Regions from separate parts of the Sus scrofa genome. Here region 1 is linked to region 2. Evidence: chromatin contacts called from public HiChIP or PLAC-seq data. All regions are on one chromosome and are shown on one strand. Each heading gives the region's core, a stretch centred on a gene start, on an enhancer-like site or on the middle of the called end of the contact. The rest is flanking DNA. Distances are from core to core; before and after follow the strand shown. Region 1 has its middle 77 kb from the start of MIR29B-1. Region 2 overlaps MKLN1 (muskelin).

What was found. HiChIP or PLAC-seq counts read pairs in DNA pulled down with a chosen protein or histone mark.
Region 1: a contact with region 2 is called in an H3K27ac HiChIP or PLAC-seq map of alveolar macrophages. The contact joins two enhancer-like sites. A contact is called at or near these places in 1 of 47 Hi-C or Micro-C datasets (embryonic fibroblasts) and 1 of 2 datasets of contacts at active chromatin or transcription factors (alveolar macrophages).

What each region holds. Positions count from the first base shown.
Region 1 is chr18:17,958,941-17,965,812 of Sscrofa11.1, reverse strand. No RefSeq gene overlaps it. Among named protein-coding and RNA genes, the nearest start is that of MIR29B-1, 77 kb to the left of the region's middle. Within about 2 kb of position 3,637, at least 16 of the 83 cell types and tissues checked have an H3K27ac peak or open chromatin away from gene starts, as enhancers often do. A contact at or near this core is called in alveolar macrophages, where this site is marked.
Region 2 is chr18:17,733,058-17,739,627 of Sscrofa11.1, reverse strand. All of the region lies in intron 2 of MKLN1 (muskelin), which reads left to right. All of the region lies in intron 4 of LOC106506781 (a long non-coding RNA gene), which reads right to left. Among named protein-coding and RNA genes, the nearest start is that of MKLN1, 96 kb to the left of the region's middle. Within about 2 kb of position 3,682, at least 28 of the 83 cell types and tissues checked have an H3K27ac peak or open chromatin away from gene starts, as enhancers often do. A contact at or near this core is called in alveolar macrophages, where this site is marked.

The sequences.
Region 1 (6,872 bases), core at 2,388-4,887, 230 kb before region 2:
ATTAACTGAAAAGTCTGAGTATCAACAACTGTTACTTCCATGCCTAAGTCCTATCTTTATAAGAAACAACAAACCTTATAGGACCCCAGGCAAAAACAAAAACTTTAAAAAGGGAAATGATTCTCTTAAGAAATTAAACAAAATGTCTGGGAGAACTAAACAGCTAGTGCATCTGTTAGTCTGAGAACCCCAAAGTCAAGCCCTCCTCACTCTGATACTTAGCAAGTCTCCAACACGAGGGCTGGCTCTGTGCCACCAGAAGGAGGCTACCGGTGGCAATACGCAGCCACACATACAGAGTGCCACATCATCTTTATATGAATGAACAGTTAAGGATAAAGATCCATTTAAAGAAACCCTGCAGTGTGAAAGTGGAAAACCAAAATAAACAATTAAAAGACCCTGGAAGAAACAGAAAATTCAAAGGAATAAAGCTATTTCATTGAGAACCCCCAAGACAACCTTTATTAGTGCTCCTAAAAAATATTTGATAATTACACCCACATAAGAACAACAACAGGAGTTCCCATCATGGTTTGGTGGAAAAAAATCTAACTAGCATCCATGAGGATGCAGGTTCGATCCCTGGCATCTCTCAGTGGGTTAAGGATCCAGCACTGCCGTGAGCTGTGGTGTAGGTTGCAGATGTGGCTCGGATCCTAAGTTGCCGCGGCTGTGGCCGGCAGCCATAGCGCCAGTTTGACTCCTCGCCTGGGAACCTCCATATGCCGTGGGTGGGGCCCTAAAAAGACAACAACCAAAAAAAGAACAACGACCATCAAGAAAAGGTGCTCTGGAATTAAAAATGTGGCCCCAGACCCCAAGGGTCAGTGAATACCACGTGTGTGCGCCTGGGTACTCTGACCTCAAAGCTACGACTCTGATGACGTCATCCTGTGGCACAGACAATCCCTTACCTAAGATGTGGTATATTTATAGCACAGTCAGAAATTCAAAACAGCACACATAGAACATGCTCATGGGAGGGAGACAGAGACATGAAGCCCCATTGTTCAAGAAAATCTGAGCCTGTTTTTAACTCCTCTACTAGCTTACAGGATGATCTGTAAGCTTCTCTCCATTCCTTGTCTGTCCTTTCCTACAGGACAGGAGAAAACAAAGGTCGTGTGTGTAGAGTGACACAATGAAGACTCCTGGAAAGTATTAATAAGAGCTGGCTTGGTGGGAAGACTTCAAGACACTAAGACATGTTAATGAAGTACATGTGAAATCTTCCCCGGAGAACTTCACCTACAAGATAAACGCCCCTCCCATCTGAGTGATTTGCATACTGTCCTCCCCGTAACTAGAAAGAGGAATGGGATCATTGGTTCAAAACCCCACTACTCTGAAAGCCTTCTTTTTATAACCAAAAAATTCCATAATGCCCTATTTATTATTCTGAAATAAAATTCATTGATAAATATTAACTCGTATACATTTTATTTTATTTTATTTTACTTTACTTTTGTCTTTTTGCCTTTTCTAGAGCCGAACCCGCGGCATATGGAGGTTCCCAGGCCAGGGGTCGAATCAGAGCTGTAGCTGCTGGTCTATGCCAGAGCCACAGCAATGCGGGATCCGAGCCGCGTCTGTAACCTACACCACAGCTCATGGCAATGTCAGATCCTTAACCCACTGAGCAAGGCCAGGGATCAAACCCACAACCTCATGGTTTTTAGTCGGATTCATTAACCACTGAGCCACAGTGGGAACTCCCATATTGTTTTTAAAACATCAATATAATACTCTATGTGTAATGTAAAGGAGAACCTAAAAAGAAAAACAATTTTTAATAATATTTCAATATGTAAACAATTTTCAGGTCCAATTAACTGTGTAATGAAATAGATGCATATTGTTTACTTATATAAAGAATAAACTTGAATTAAGAGAAGTCAAATCAGAAGAGTCCCATATTAAAAGCACAGGAAAACAAAAGAAAGGAATAGGCGGACAACAGAAATGAAAGTGAATATATTCTGTGTATATTAAAAGTATGAAAACATTTGTGTTTTTATATAAAACGGGCTTAAGCCTAGGCTCAGATAATTATAAACTAATTTTTCACTGCGTGAATATCCAACAGGATAGCTGAAACTCATGTGGGAGACGGGTCAACACTTTCTGTCTTTTCCACTGTGAGACATTTAAAATCTGATTCCCATCCATCCAATGCCCTACCACTGCAGGATCCAACAGGGTCCCAGATTTCTACTATGCCCTCTAGGGGGCGGCACTGCTCCCATGAAAACCCCTGGTTGATGACCTATGGGCGTTTCCTTCTAGCCTTCAGTCTATCACAGAGAAGCAAATCCTGAAGACAAATTCAGCAACATCCCTGAGAAAAATACTGATTCAACATGGCAAATGACTATAAAAAATGAATTGAGACGTACGTCATTAACTATAGCCATATTCAACATTATTTCCACTTTCTGAATTCAAGAGGATTGGTTACTCCATATAGACATGGAGTGAAAAGCTATAGTTCTGTGTCATTTATTTAGATAGCACAAAGTGATTCTGAGTTTAGAATTTTTCTTCTCAACTAGTTAATTAATGATGAAAAGGGAATTTTTCACAGAGCTCTACAACTCTCATTTCCTCAAAACAAGAATTAATGCATTCTTTCATATGTGGTCATTACAGGAAGGGGGGGGGAGCCATTTACTGTAAATGCCTTTCTGATGCAATTCTACCACCTCTTTCAAAGAGGGAATTCATCCAAGAAGCCTTAGTCACTTCTTCAAGAAAAATGCCACTGCACTGAACATACACAGGCGGAATCCCCTGCCCGAGGAGAGGAGCAGAGCTGGTCTCACCAGGAGAAAACAGGGAGGAGTGGCAGGGGGAGAGATCGCACAGCTTCTTCCTCAGAACAGATGTCTCAAAATGTGGCCTTTATACAGGAAAAGTCTGACACATCTATAACATCACTGCTTTGTAAATCAGATGCAAACACCAATTTTCCCCACCCAACTTTTAAGGCCCTTCTTCCCCAAAAAAATATGAGACTTCTGTTCTGAACCAGGAACCTATGTATAATTAGTATCTGAGCAACTATAGTTATTTCATTTTAAAAACTTCACACACAGAAGGAAAAATGAAATCCTATACTTAAATATTTGAAAATGAAATTACATTTTGAAGCGGGTGAATTTCACAGTAAAGAGATGATGACATACAGTGTAATACTACAAAGCAATTCAGAGGAAAAAGAAACTTAAGACAAATAGTTCTGAGCTCTTTACAAACAGAGGACTAATTTTTCTAAAATCTGAAACCCACCCCAAGGGAAAAGAGGGAACTATTTCTCCAATTAATCCTTACCTGGATTTCCACTGATTCTTTTAACAGCCAGATGTACCCTCTTGCTTCTATGGAGGAGTCAATGTAAAGCCCAAAGCCCAGAAGTCACCCGATCAAGACCGTTTGCTGCTGGAGCCCAAAATCCCCTTGATGAATAAAACTGCACATCGTAATATACACGTTCTGAGCAAGCTATTGGTTAAATGAAGGCAATGCGTGTGGAAGTCTGATTTGCCACCTTCGGGGCATGCCTCTCATATCCCATCTCAGAAAGACGAAAGACACACCACATCTGAGTGAGTCAAAACTAGACAGGGTTCATTTCTTCTGCAGCATTCTCCCCAACACTACGGAAACCACAGGAAGGACCAACCACAGCGAGATAGGACTCCCTCAGCAGGCAAAGTCAATGAAGAATTATGTCGACACTGCAATTCACAAATAAATCTCAGGCCACTGCCAGAGTTTTCTGTGTTATGTGACTGCTTAAGAGTTATATATAAGGACAAGCATGGGACACATATCTTCAAGCCAAGAATTCTGAGCCATGGTTTAGGGGTGCAGAATTAACAAGGAGTGGTAACAATTCTCCAAAGAAGTTTTAATCTTTAGGCTACACTGATGATCTACCAAGAAAAATGGAGCAATGGTGTAACTGATCTTCTTGGAATGAGGGGTTTTCAACATGCAGTTCTTGGACCATGTGCACCAGGGTGACCTAAGGTTGACTCAAGAGTATCTGAAGTGGAGCCCGGGAATCTGCAGGTTATTCTTAAATCCTTTCAAGCTGGAGGACGGTGCTTCCTGCCAGCAGAATGAACAGCTGATTATAGCTGCTACCATCTTCCCTGCTCCTCATTCAGTTATCTTGTCCCGTACTCCCGCTGAAATCAGGAGCAGTAAGGACATGAAAGCCACCTCAGTCCAGAGGCTTTCATTCCAGGGGAAAGGAGAGCCTGCCTGGGTTCGCCTGGCCTCTCCTCCACACCCAGCTCTCCATCTCCACTGAGACACAAGCTCAGGCTACAGTCCTTGAGGCTGAATGTGAACATAACATCCAAAGATGCTCCCCCTGGAAAACAAAAAGACGCTGCTAAGAACAAGAGGAGGAAAATGAGGAGAGAGGAAACTCATGTTTACTGACGACTCACAATGTTGCAGGCACCACATCAAGAACTTTATAGACAATTTTCGTTGTCATAGAAGTCTCACCAAAAACCCCAAAACCAAAACAAAAATCCCTTCTTCAGAAGAGTATGAACATACAAACTTGGAGTCTCTGTAGAGAACGCACTGCTGGTAGGGCCCTGCCGGCAATGCATTCCTCCACGCAAGACTTCCCTCAGCCACATGTGCTCAGCTCCACCCCCATTATCCTCTAAACATAAAGGGGTTTTTAAAAGGAAACTAAGAAACACTGTCAGAAATGTACTTAAAATGATATCACCTTTCCATATTTCTAGTTCTTGGTTCCTTATTTATCCAACGTAAGATCGTGTAAACTTTCAGAAAGTTCAGAGTCCTTTTCCCCCCATCCATTCTACATTTAACTTGTCGATTCACTGCAGTCCAAAGTGCTGAGCAGGGAGGGGGGGAGCCCCATCGTTATAATATGTACAGAAAAATGTTATTTGAACATCACCAATGAGTATGAGAATTATGTTTACTTTAATAAAAGAGGTTTTACTTGTTTATCCAACATGCACAGACTTTCTAAGAAAACATTCTGGCGGAGGCAGCCCAACTTGGAGAGCAGCAGGTTGATGAACAAGCCCTTCCAAGTGCTCTCCCCTCTGTGTCTCAGGAGGACGCTGCTCTCTGACATCCTAACATAGTCACAGGAAGCTGACTTTCTATCTTTAACTTTTCATTGTTAGCCGACCCAGTGTGTTTGGTGTTCCAACTATTTTGCCTAATAGGTAAAATCTGCATCTGTTAGGGCAGCGGTTCTCTTATGCCCCCAAATGAAATCTTAGGTGAAAACCTAACACAGGCACAAGATGAAAGCAGAGCAGCCTCGCTGATGTGGTGGGCTAGAGGATACAAAGCCCTCCAGAATAGGGCCTGCTGACTCATCTCATCCCTCAGTGTGGCTATGAGGCAACACTGCCAAACCCTCAGGGCTCTATTTTATCTTTTCTTAGACCTTGATGGTTTTTTTAAATTTACACTTTATCACTTTATTTTATGCATGCCTTTGTGTCTCAAAGTTGAACATATACAAAAATTGTTAAAAGCCATGTCAGATCCTATTTCAAGCGCTACTTACTACATTAAATTTAGGAATTCTGTTACATATTTGACTCCTGTGGATCCTAACAGAAAAATTACAATCTCTATTTGTATCTTTAGCAACAATACTCTGAGCATATTTGCAAGTTCAAGATCATTTTATAAACATAAAATTGTGTCGATAATGTATCTTAAATGAAGGAGAACATCTTTGATGTACAAGACCCCTCACCATGATTTCACTTCTACCAGTAGCCTTTAGCTTACTACCTGTGGTACAGTAAGTTTCAGATGATATACTAAAACTCAAGCAAAAAATATTACCATGAGATTAAAAATGAGAAATGAATTTAAAGTGTTGTTAGGTAACCATTATCTTAAGAGGTATAATACCAGATTAGCAGAGAGAACAAAGCCTGAAATGACTTCCTGAGGACCCAATACTTCCAAAATTCTAATAGGAAAATGTAAGAGCCTTTTCCTTTTAAACATTTTCTAACTGCAATTTCCCAGGCTTTAAAAAGTTAATGTGTTTCTTCAGCCAAAGCCATCACATTTCAAGTGTACACGTGAGAAAGTGGCCAGAGTGAAGGGGTTGACCTGAGTCACGTGGGACCAAGAACTTGAATCAGGGAAAAGTCCCAACGTTCAGCATTCAACGGTCCCTCAGAATAAACACAGTGTTGAAAAGTAGTGAACTTTATGTATAAGAGAGTGTCCTAAACACATACACGGAAGTGATAAAAATGATCTGTTATTTCAAAACCCATGCTTAAACATATTCTTATTTTCAGAATACTCCAAATTTTCCTATGATTTCCATTTTAATTTATTATCAAAAGTAATTATGGAAGCCACTCTACTAGCATTACTCTAGTTGTACTTAGATGATTTTAAGATAGTCAATCTTTTTCCATGAACAGAAGCATGGTGAAGAGAAATAGTCCTCAAATACCTGGTTATGTTCCCAAAATGTACTTATGTTGATGGGTTAGAACTGGTGCCGCTTTTCCCTTAGGGATGATGATGCTCGTGAGACTCAGTACTCAGAGGTCATTGCACGAAAACTTATTTCACTCATAACGGATCTATGATACAATATTATATATCTGAAGCGAAAAGTATATTGTAACTGTGCTGTAATACTAATAATTACATAAGGAACAAAATAAACTAGGCATGATTTTTATTTTTCTATATGCACATGTGTAAGACAGTATAATGAGAGGAGGATAAACCAGAATAAAACACTTAAGAGATTTGAAAGTTGATGACGCTGGCTGTTATGCTTTATTTTACCTCCGAATATACTGTGTTCTTTTCTTTTA
Region 2 (6,570 bases), core at 2,433-4,932:
AAGAACACAGAAAAACACAAACCAAAAGTGCTGAAATTTTAAAAAGTTACATTCATCATACCTATTTTTTTGGATCAGTGATTGATTTTAACTTTGCTTTCTATATATGAATTGTTTTCTCCCTCCATCACTTAAAAAATATTAAAACAAGTTCTGAGATTGCCTTACCGAAGAACATTTCAACAGTCTCCTTTTCTGTTAGCACAAATTAAGACATTTTGATAGATACTCTAATAATAGTGAGGTGATTAAAGAGGTCAGAGCAAGAAATATAGATCTCAAGTATGTTATTAAGTTTTTTCATTTCATTCATGTAGAAATGTTAGTCTCATTACCAAAAAGAAATGCAAGAGTAGTTTTTCTTTTGATTAGATTCTTGTAACACAAATGAAAAATTTATAGGATTGGCTTTAGGTGAGGGGGTTTAGAAAAAGTTAATGTAACACTGAAATAAGCTTGGCATTGGATCGCATATGAGTCTTTTGAATTTATTACTTTATAAGTACAGGAATTGGCTTTACACCACCTTCTTAGAATTATAATGGCTTCACGTGATTAATTGATTTGCCAGTCTCACAAACAGTTAAGAGCATATGGAGAGGAACAAATTACTATGTATAAAATAACGAAGCTACAAAGGATATATAGTACAACATAAGGAATATAGCCAATATTTTATAATAACTATAAATGGTATATAATCTTTAAAAATTGTGATTCACTATGTTGTACACTTAGATAATATCAAACATCAGCTATACCTCCAAAAAAAAAAAAAAAAAGCATATGGAGTTTTGGAAAGTGAACTAAAAAGTTTTGTGTACTTTGGTTACAGTACAAAACAGTACTTCCCAACTGGATGAACTATAAATCTATATACTAGTTTACCAAGTAACTAGTGAATGGATTTGGGGTGAACAAAGTTGAGAGAAATTGACTAGGGAGAGAAAAGCACTTGGAAACAAAGAAGCGAAGCAAATAAGTCTGATGGTCCCTTTGTTTGCACACAGTAGGTAATTGGTAAATAACTTTTGAAGGAAAGAAAGCACAAAATGAGTGAATAAGTTGTAAATATGGCAGTTCCCGCCATGGTGCAGTGGGTTAAGAATCTGACTGCAGTGGCTTGGCTTGCTGTAGATGCACAGGTTCAATCCCCAGCTGGGCACAGTGGGTTAAAAAGGATCAGCATTGCCACAGCTATAGCTCAGTTGCCTGGCCCAGGAACTTCCATACATTGGAAGCCATTAAAAAAAAATTTTTTTTAAGCCAAAACAAATAAATAAATAGTAATATGAAGAAGGTAGCATAAACAGCTGATTCAAAATGAAGTTTAAATTCTGCTTTGTGACAGGGTTAGAACATATGTCCCCTATGATGCCTGCCTTGGTGATATATAAAAATGTATAATTTTCAGAAGCTATGAGACCCTTGAAAATGAGAACATCTAAAAATTAGGTATGGGAGAAATAGAAATCAATGCAAATTTAAATTTCTATATTTTCTGAATATTTTTTCAAGTCTAAATTCAGTGTTACTTCAGAACATAATAATGTATTATGTATAAATTGGTTTATTTACCAAACCACTACATATTTGAAATATAATTTATTCAAATAATATATGTTTATGAATTGACAGTGTTTTTTTCTTTTATAAACAAATTTACTGATGGAGTTACAAGCTGATATCAAATATAATTTAGCTTTTTCAATTGAGAAGAAACCAGTCAAAAGTTAGGAAAGGAAAAGAAGAAACCATAAGCACCACAGAATGTTATATTTCTTTTTCTAGACCACTGCTTTTCATCTTTTTTTGTTTGGTTGTTTTTTTGTCTTTTTAGGGCCGCACCCAAGGCATATGGAGGTTCCCAGGCTAGGGGTTGAATGAGAACTGTAGCCTACACCACAGCCACAGCAAAGCAAGATCCGAGCTGCATCTGCAAACTACACCACAACTCACGGCAACACTGGACCCTTAACCCACCGAACTAGGCCAGGGATGGAACCAGCATCTTCATGGATATTAGTCGGATTCATTTCCCCTAAGCAACAACGGGAACTCCCGGAGTTTATTTTCAGAGAATAATCTAAGGGTTACAGAGAGAGGGAGAATAAAGTAAACAAAATTCATTTGCAGCTTTCTAAAAACAGAAGTATAGTTGACTTACAATTTTAGTTTTAGGTGTACTGAATTGTGATTCAGTATCATTACAGATTGTGCTCCTTTAAAAGCTATTACAAGATGATAGCTATTGACTGTAAATTTTTTCCAAGCATCTACATTTTTGTTTAGTGAGTGAATGCCCCCCCCACCCCCAGTTTGTCAGTTCCCTGCTTTCTGAGCTTCCACATCTCCAGGGGCCTTCCATCTGGATGCCTTTTCCTGACTCAGAACTTGCTGAGGCTCTCAAGGCCCACCCCAGAGAAGTCTCATAAACTCCCTACCCCAACTTATGCTCTGGGAAGAATGTCCTTTCTCATGGTGTACCCGAGGAATGGGAGAGAGAGAAGAGGATGCCAAGTTGTGTTTTACATTTTAAATCCATAGATCTTTTCTTCAACAAGTGGCAGGCCATTTTTAATTCCTGCTCCTCAGTACTGAAGAATTTAACATCGCTTGGTGATCCAAGGAACTTTTGCTCTTTGCCCGAAGTACCTCTTACTCCCAAAGCAATATCCCCTCCTCCAAGAAATGCTGTCATGTCAGGCTGCACTGCCCTTGAACCAGACAACTTTCTCTGCTTGTCTTTATCTGTCTAAATAAAGCTAACCTACATTTGCTGTCTAATTCATTCAGATGCTTGCTGATGCTATTTAAAGCATCCCTCAAGGCTCCGTGGAAAACAAGATGCATTATCTCCAGTAGGAAACCTTTAGGTTTGTTGGTCATTTAAGGAATTCAAGAATCGAAAGAATCCATTCAGTCTTCAGTCGTTCAGATGTAGAGGACAAAGGAGCTTTTCCAGTTTTTTATTCCAGGAAGTCTTCTTTGATTATACACTGCTGGGATCAGTTGATAGCAAGAGAAGAAGCTAGAAAGTTAATCTCTGCCTCTTCTGTGTGTGTGTGTGCACACACGTGTGCGCACACGTGCGCACGCATGCATGTGCATGGTGTGTGTGTCTGTGTGACACGCTACTTGTCTCTAGGCTTCATGAAATATGCCCAACAGAATGTATTTTTCATTCTGGACTCTGGTAAATTTTTAGTCCTTTGTGAGTTTACTTTCCCCTCTCAGGGAACAAATGTGAAAGATCAAAAGGTGATGTCAGCTTAGTAAACAGACTTTTGAGTTTCAACTTGTCTCCACCTCTCCCTCTATAGCCTCCAAGCAATATTTCATTAGAGAATCCTGGTACTCATACATTCCAGAAAAAACAGGAGATTCTAAACAGGGAAAGAAACAACATATCGGGGTTGTAAATAGGACTCCACTGTGCATTTCTGTAGGACTGAGAGTTCAGAGAGGTTTCAAATCTGTTGCTTGTTTTTTCACATGTGTTATTTCTGTCAGTCTGTCAGCCTGCTTGGTGGGAGGGAGAGCTGGTACAATGGGATGGTTTTAACCACCAGTGCTCGGCTTAAGCCCATGCTTTTATCAGCATCCACTTGTTCAGCCACGATTCTGTGACGTCCATTGCAGTGAGTGAGTCAGAAGCCACAAGCTAACAGGTCTATTCCTTCCCGCCGTCACCTAGGAAACCAGTGCATCATCCACAGGAAATGCAGGCCCCAACGGGGAGTGTGCCCAGATCGGGTTATAAAGCTGGCAATGAGTTTTTCAAAAGAGGTCAAATAATAATAAGTAGACTCTTGGTCTAGGGTAGGAAGTGGATCGAGCCTCTTAGGCATAGATCGAGGACTGTCAGGCAGAAATACCAGGAAGAATTAGTCAGCTAAAATTATAAAAGATGTGTATTTTATAAGAAATTGGCCAAGGGTAAGGAGTATGGAGATATGGTTTGATTCCCCCAGAGAGCAAATGCATTTATTTGCCCATTCCTGAAAGAGATTTATTTTTTTCTGTTTTTGTGTGTGTGCGTGTGTGTGTGCCTTTTTTTTTTTTTTTTGGTACGTTTAGACAGTGTCTGAAGTGAGATGAGGAAATTGATAAGACATCAAACCAGGCTTTCTGCTGAGTGAAATGTATACCCCCTTTTTCATGGTCTCTCTCCCTTGGGTTAAAGTAGTGATGGAGAATTCCTTCAGAGAAAACCATACCCTGCTTCACCTCAGGCTCTCACCGATTTTTTTCCTGCCTATTCCTTATTTTCTCCCTCCTTGACCACTATGGTTCAGCAGTCCAGTGCCTTAGTATATATATACAATCTACCACAAACCATCCACCTCTCTGTGAATATAAGCTTAAAATAGCTGAGAAAAATTACCTGTGGAGTTTCATGTTGTCTGACAAGCTTAATGTTTCTAGGCAGATAACTGATACTGCTATGGATGAAAGAGTCTATGTAAAAGTACAATGTGAGCTCTCCCAGAACTTCCTGTTTTAGACTCAAAGAATATTAGAGCAGGAGAGAAAAACAACTCAGAAATCATCTGGTCCAACCTTCTCATTTTTCACATGAGAAATGAGTCCCAGAGAGGTGATTTGTCTAAGGTCATCTAACAAATTAGTACGTATGTTGGGGGCCAGAAGAGGAGAGAAAAGAGGTAGGAATTTTGACCACAAGAACAAAATGAGTCATTAGGTGGTATGGCCATCTAAGAGCCTGTTATAATATTAATCTGCATTAATTGAAGTATGGAGTCCTAAGAGAGCTAATTGGTACCCTCAACGGCAGGTCAGTTTGCCAAGAATATGACATTTTGTCCTGAGTATCCACTGAATGGGGACCAATGATAGACCCAAATGTGTCCAGAGGAGGGTAAAGATGGTGATAAGAGCTTTAGTAACTACAGCCTAAAGAGGACAACTTAAAACATTAGACCATTTCAGAGTTCCCTGGGGGCTCAGCTGGTTAAGGATCCGTCATTGTCACTGCTGCTGTGGTTCAGAGTTCAATCCTTGGCCCAGGAACTTCCACATGTCCCAGGCACAGCCAAAAACAAATAAAATAACAACAAAAAATTAGACTGTCTAGCTTGGAAACCAGAGAGTTTGTCACAGGGAGCATGGGAAGAGGTATTATCAAATAATTCAAAGAACAGGACTTGTCTTGAAGAGGACTTATTTCGTGTGTCTGAAAAGGACAATCCCAAATTCGTACCAGTTAGAAGGTGATAGATTTTAATTCTATATAAGTAATTTTCCAATAATTCAAGCTCATCAAAATATATTAAACTGATGGATGGGATAGTGAATTAATTATCTCCAGAGGTGTTCAAATACGCATTCATCCAAATACATTTATTGAGTGCCTGTCATATGCCAGTCACTGGACTAGAAGGACTTTGAGGTTGTCATCTGTGTTAAGGAAATAATAACTGCTGTATTAATCTCTATGTCAAACCTACAACTGTCTTAAGGCTCAGACATGACAAGAAATTTATTTCTCACTCATATAACATCTGAAATGAGTGCTCCTGAGGTGGGAGGCTCTTTTCCAAGTGGTGGGCCAAGGAACCAGGCCGTTCCATCTCATAATCCTGCCGTCTTCGACATGCTGCTTATGAGGCTGCTTTAGGCATTGCTATTCTGCTGACGGGGAAAGAACATGGAAGATTGCATGGGGAGGTTTTTAAGGGCTGGACTAGAAGGTACACTCAGCTCTGCTCACATCCTTTCTATAAAGTAGTTCAGTTACATGGCCACACCCAGGTGCAAGGAAGGCTTATGTCCTGTGCCCAAGAAAAAGAGGAAATGGATTTGGTGACTGACTAGCAAATTTTCTCCCATCCTGTCCAACTCTGAGCCTCTATAATTACAGTGACAGAATTGAGAGAGGAATTTAAGAATTCTTCTTGTTTAATTCTGTTTTTCTTTTTAGTCATGCCTGTACCATATGAGTTCCTGGGCCAGGAATCGAACCCATGCTACAGCAGCAACCCAAGCCACTACAGTGACCATGCTGGATCCTTAACCTACTGTACCACAGTAGGAACTCCAAATTTTTCTTGTTTAATGATAATATCACGTTTCATGTTTACATTAAATGCCTTCCTACTGAAGGGCTTCTGTTAAAAATATATTGTTAGGTTAAAAGAAGCAAGGTAGAGAACAATGTATATAGTATGCTAATTTGGAGAATGAAAAGAGGGATGACAATGACAATATTTATTTATATTTGCTTGCATGTATGTGCAGAAACACTGGAAAGATGCATAAGAAACCATAAGGACCAGGGTGTGGGCAGAGGGAGGATGGAGACATCGCTGGGAGTGAGGGTCTCTGTGTTCGCTTTTAAATATTGTTTAATTAATTAATTATAAAACAATATAATTTTTAAAACATCCTTCTGTTGGAGAAGGGTTGTTCTCTGACTGATCGCTTTTTTTGTTTTCAAGCAAAGAAACTAAGAAAAGGACTATTTGGAAAGGTGAGCAGGATATAACTTATGAACCTGAAGTAGCAACAGTGATGACTATGGTGTCTCTCCTGTTGTAATGGGCTTAT